2 separate regions of the Zea mays genome follow, and region 1 is linked to region 2. Evidence: chromatin contacts called from public Hi-C data. All regions are on one chromosome and are shown on one strand. Each heading gives the region's core, a stretch centred on a gene start, on an enhancer-like site or on the middle of the called end of the contact. The rest is flanking DNA. Distances are from core to core; before and after follow the strand shown.

Region 1 (2,700 bases), core at 137-2,636, 130 kb before region 2:
AGGCGGCGGCGAGTTGGGCTGCAGCCTCCCGCACCTCGGCCTCCCGCTCGCCGGTGAGTGGGACCGGCGCGGCATCGATGGCCTCCGCGAGCCTCTGCGCGCACTTCTCCAGCGCGTGGATTTCCCTGAGCAGGCCGCACGAATTGCGGCGGTCCTTGCGCTTCCCCTCCTCGGCGAGGCGTTCCTGGAGCGCGAGGAGCGGCGGCGCCCAGGGGAACGCGGCGCGCGGCGGCGCGGCCGGCAGGTGGTGCGCCTGGAGCGCGGCGGCACGGTCCGGGCAGGGGACGGCGGCGACGAGCGCCCAGGCGGCGAGGTGGAGCAGGCAGCCCATGGCGTACGCCGGCGCGGCGAGGCTCCAGGAGGCCTCGCTGGCGCGCGGCGCGGCCAGGCCGGCCCCGATGGCCTGTAGCTGGCGCGCCGCGGACCAGGTGCGGGACACGCTCCACGAGAGCGAGCGGAAGTGCGCGGAGGGCGACGAGGACGACGACGAGGAGGAGGAGGCGCGGGACGGCGACGCCCGCGCGCGGCCGAAGGAGCGGTTGCGGTGGGACGCGAGGATCGAGGCGAGCCCGCCGGCGGGCCCCGTGGCGGCGGCGGCTGCGGCGTCGTCGATGAGGAGCACGGAGAGGTCCGAGAGCGCCTTCCGCGCGCGACGGAGCTGGCCCTCGTGGATCTGGCCGTCGGCGGGCGCCAGCAGCGCGGACGCCGCGATGCCCGCGAGGCGCTCCCAGCGGCGCGCCTGGTCGACGCCGTCGCGCGCCGCGTTGCAGACGTCGAGGGCCTTGACGGCGCGGTCGCCGAACTCGGCCACCAGCCTCTCGCCGGCGGGGGGAGTGGCCCCGGCGCGGCGGCGGCGCGCCTCGGCCACCGCCACCCGGAACTCCTCCTGGCAGAGCAGGAACGCCTCCAGCAGGCGCCGGATCCACGCGATGGACATGAACTCCTCCTCCCCAGCAGCGCCGGGGCCGCTCAGGTCCGCGAGGTGCGCGGCGACGTGGGCGTGGAACTCCTCGAGCTCCGGGTCGACGCCGGGCGGCGGCATCGCAGCCGCCGCGGACGCGGACGCCGGGGCGTCGCGGCGGAGGGAGAGGAGGGTGCGGCCGAAGGAGGAGAACGGGGAGGAGCCCTGGAGGTCCGTGGCCGGCATGGTCTCGGGCGGCGGCGGACGGATCAAAGCGCGGATCTTGGAAAGGGAACGGCCTGCAGTGGGGGCGGGGTCGAGGGGTTTTGGCTCAGTGGGTCCGCGGGCACATGGCGGCTCAGCTGCAGCTCAGGCTCAGCTCAACTGGAGGAGGCGTTTTTCCGGTGAGATTGCGTGGGGGTTGCGGCGCCGTTGGTGGTGGTGGATGAGTGAATGGTGATGGGGAGGGTGGCGTGGTGGGTACGTATATAAGTGGGGGATAGCGCGATCAGTGAGGGGAGATTAGTTTATTGGTTTGGGAAGGTTGGGGAAGAAAGGGTCCGAAGCTGTCATCGTCAGGGCTAATCATGGCGGTTGGAGTAGTATTATTTTTGTGGGCGCAAATATTCCTCTGGTTTCGGAATGTTTCCGGTTTTTGTTTAGAATTTCTTTTTTTTTTGTTTGGAGGTCTTGCTATGGCCGCTGCTCACGACTCCTTGTGTGGATCTACTATATGGTGTAGCAGTATACTCGCTGTATTTTCATGAATGAAACTTGAAGCACTATTTGACATTTGTTTCTTTAACCGTGCAGAGAGCTAGAGATGGAGACGGCAGAGTGATTAATAAGCGCTAAGTAAATGCGCCCTCCCTGCGACCTTTAACCACAAGCCCAGAAGCGTGAGGACGAGACTATTGGGCGCAGTGGCAAGCAGCAGGCCGCGATCACATCGTGCCGTGCAGCTCGTGCTTGCAGACGGAGCATTATTCTACTCGTTTGCTTCTTCTTTGATATAAAAGATAAAGTGTTGGTTTTAGTTTAAACTATCTGAAGTGACGGGATCGCTATGGACGGTGGAGACCACCAATCCGACTAGTCTAAAAATCCTCCGCACGGCCAGGTCTGGTCAGGGTTCAGCGATCAACAGGACGAGGGAGAGGATTTGGAATTGTGGATAGGATTAGTAAAAGAAACCGAGTTGTTTGTGTCGTCGAGGAGGTAGCAACCAGCAACCAGCACTGTGACCGCGGCGGACGCGGTCCGCGTGGGTAGCCGAGCACACGCGCACGCGACGCGGGGGGCGGGCGAGCGAGCGAGAGAGGTTACGGCGCTGCCCCTCGCCTGGTGCCGGGGCGTCGGCGGCCGACCCGGGGTAGTTTCGGGAGCCGGCGGCAGGGGAGTGGGCGAGAGACCCGGGCCGGAGTGGGGCACGCGTCCACGGACACGGACACGGACACGGCTGTGTCTGGTCTGCTGGTCGCCGTTACTCGTGATTGATCCGGTGGGGCCGGGCACTGCTAGGAAGCGAGCAGGGAGGAGGGAGTTCAAGCACAGCACTGAAATGGGGCTACACAGGTGTGGAGAGCTCAATATGGTTCAGTATTGTCTAGGCAATATCTTGAACCGGCCTAAATAGAGATTAGGTTATCACTCATCCGTCTCAGGCTCTCAGCGACCGAGCGTCATCTGCCCGCAAGCGCCATCCGCGCAGTCCGCAGCCGCATCCCCGCAGTTCACTACACAGTACTCCGCTCTTCACTGCCTCGGCGTCCAGCGCGGCAGCGCTCTTGCCGACCTGC
Region 2 (2,700 bases), core at 25-2,524:
CTCGAGGAAAAATGAAACATAAAAAGTAGCTCATATTGGCAGTATTTGAACAATGTGCCATACAAAACAACCACAATATCAACTCCAACCCACCACATCAGCATAGCCCAAAAGACACCCCCAAACACTACCGGCACTAGATAGCTACTGTTTCTACTATTAGCAATTTAGAATCCAGATTTTAGTCACTGTGATTAAACCATCATATATCCCACTAATTCTATGACAACCTATCATCAAGGGCAAAACCCTCAGGTTGAAACCAAGTCACCATCTATAAAGAACAAACACGTACCTTCCCCTAGTATGGCCACCAACCCACCACCAACCTCAATTTACTAACCGTACCATTCTGAAAGCAATGAGATTTCAGTACAGTTAGTTGGGTTGGTTGGATGGACACTTCATTTGGCAAGGATCCCACTATGACGGAATCAGTGTGCTAAACTTCCACTAGTAACCACTACAGAAAAAAAAGGACAAGACAGTACAATAATAGCAGAAGCATATGCATCACATGTAAATAAAGTTCATATCAGACCAACAGTGCTACTAGAGATTGCCTAAAGAGAAACAGTTCAGATTTAACTTAGGAGGCACACGAAAATGACCACAGCCCACAGGCACAATTATTTACGCCGGGCAGGGGTACAACAACATCTATCTAGTATTGCGTTTCACTAACCACTACATTCGATGAATGAAGGCTGCCCCAAAATGAGTAGAAAATCTTTCTCTAGCAACCGCATCTGTACGAAACATAATAACGAAGTGAACAGTCAAAAGCGCCTACTTTTCACACAAATCGCGCCAAATTTACCTAAAACGAGCTAGTATCCATCAGCATCCACCAAACCGGCTGAATCGGCTGGAGAAAAGCACTAAAGAAACCTCTCTTTTCCGCGTAAACCAAACTGAAAACGCGCAACAACGCAAACCCTCTACAATCGGCGGAGGCGGCACGGATCTGCGTGGCACGCACCTGGAGGTGGAGCTGGACTGCGGAACGGCGCGGCGGGCCCGGAGCCTGGCCGAGCCCGAGCTACGCTAGGGCGCCGGACGGGATTTCGAAGGCACCATCCGGAACGGATGGAGGGGGTGGTGCGCGAGGACGGAAGTGAGGAATGAGAAGTGGCCGCCGATTCGGAGCCTGGGAGGGGCTGTGAACTGGGAGGCGAGGCGGAGCAGCCGAAGAGGAAAGGAAGCGGTGGTAGCGTGGCAGTGGCTGCATGAGCGAGCAGTACCGCACAGCTCGTGTGCGCGTAGCGGATGCGCCTCCTCCCGTGTCATTTTCCGTACTAGATGCATAACACATTATTATTACACAACGGAACGGGATACGCGTTGTAGTGGCGCATTGGAGTAGAGTCAGTAGACATAGAGATAGCCGTTGGGAGTTGGCTCTTGTCAATTTTTTATGGCCGGTCAAATTTTAGACGGCAATCGTATAAGGGCCAGATCATGTATATGGTTATGTATTGTTTATAAAATAGAGTTTAAAATAAAAAAAATAAAATTAGTAATATTATTAGAGGTATCCTAACAGTAGCTAAAGTGCTTGGTTTACATTTTGATTATGGCTTCTACCCTCCAAAAGCTAAAAGTCAAATTAGATCCTATTTCAGTAGCTTTTTTTCTAAAGCTAACTTCCTCGAGTGGCAAATTAAAACTATCTTTAGATCTTCTTTCAATGGTTTTTCGGAGTATAAAAACTTTGTAAATATTACTGACCTGCCACTAGCAAGTGGAAAATACCACTTGGTTCTTTTCCATTACACCTGACCGACAGTCCTATCGCTCGCTCATCCACGACTCTCACAGCCACAACCAATTTCATCAAACGGCTTTCAACTTTTTTTACCGTTGATAGTCTACATCTTTTTTTCACATCTCACAACCACAACGACTTTTTTCACACCAACAACCTAACCAAACAGGCCCTAAAATTTGGCTTAGCTTTCTGGATCTAGAAATAAACTAAGAGGAGGTTAAACAATATAAACTTAAAGAATCCACTAGTTGAGACCAACATGTATAATAGAAGTATCATCCTCTGCTTCAAATTATAGATCGCTATATATTTTCTATCTAAATCTACGTGTTTAGATACATAATAAAGGTTGAACCAGGGTGCCAAAAATATAGCTTAAAGATGAAAAAGGTTGTAGATAGAGTGCAGATGTAGTTTGGTTGTGTGTTGAACCTAGCTACAGCCTAATACTAGCACGATAGTTTCGAGAGGTTTAAACCATGGAGCGTGTAATACCCTACATTCTATTATGTGTGATGAATTGATAAACTAAAAGACGAAGAAGATTACAATGTCACACCCGGTTTTGGAAGGTAAACCGAATGCGAACCATGTACATGCTAGGATCAGAACTCACGTACACAGCGATTACATAATTGGACATCATCACACAATGCTCGAAATAAATAACGGAAAGGTACTTTAATTACATCAAGATGTCCAAGACATTCACAGAGTCTAATACATATCTATAGTGTTCAACAATAATATCAAAGTGCAGATAAACGAAACGTAGAAGATAAGCCTACACAAGTAGCTGACTGGGGGTTTGCCACTAGAGTAAACTAGAATTCGTCATAGTCCTGGAACTCCTCAAAGTCCTCCATGTTACCAACATCTCCTCCTGAGCACTGAGTATAGTGGGGACAACCTGGGGTGGGGTGGTTTGT

Evidence for each region. A called contact is a pair of places that touch in the nucleus more often than the background predicts.
Region 1: a contact with region 2 is called in a Hi-C map of bundle sheath, with 4 times the contacts expected there. The contact joins the promoter of LOC100277582 here to the promoter of LOC100193930 in region 2. A contact is called at or near these places in 14 of 25 Hi-C or Micro-C datasets (bundle sheath, ear, endosperm and 4 more) and 1 of 3 datasets of contacts at active chromatin or transcription factors (leaf).

What each region holds. Positions count from the first base shown.
Region 1 is chr4:221,485,007-221,487,706 of Zm-B73-REFERENCE-NAM-5.0, reverse strand. LOC100277582 reads right to left here and starts at 1,386. Exons shown (of 1, transcript NM_001151100.2): 1 at 1-1,386. The coding sequence starts at 1,147.
Region 2 is chr4:221,351,962-221,354,661 of Zm-B73-REFERENCE-NAM-5.0, reverse strand. It overlaps LOC100193930, which reads right to left and starts at 1,274. Exons shown (of 5, transcript NM_001370801.1): 1 at 983-1,274.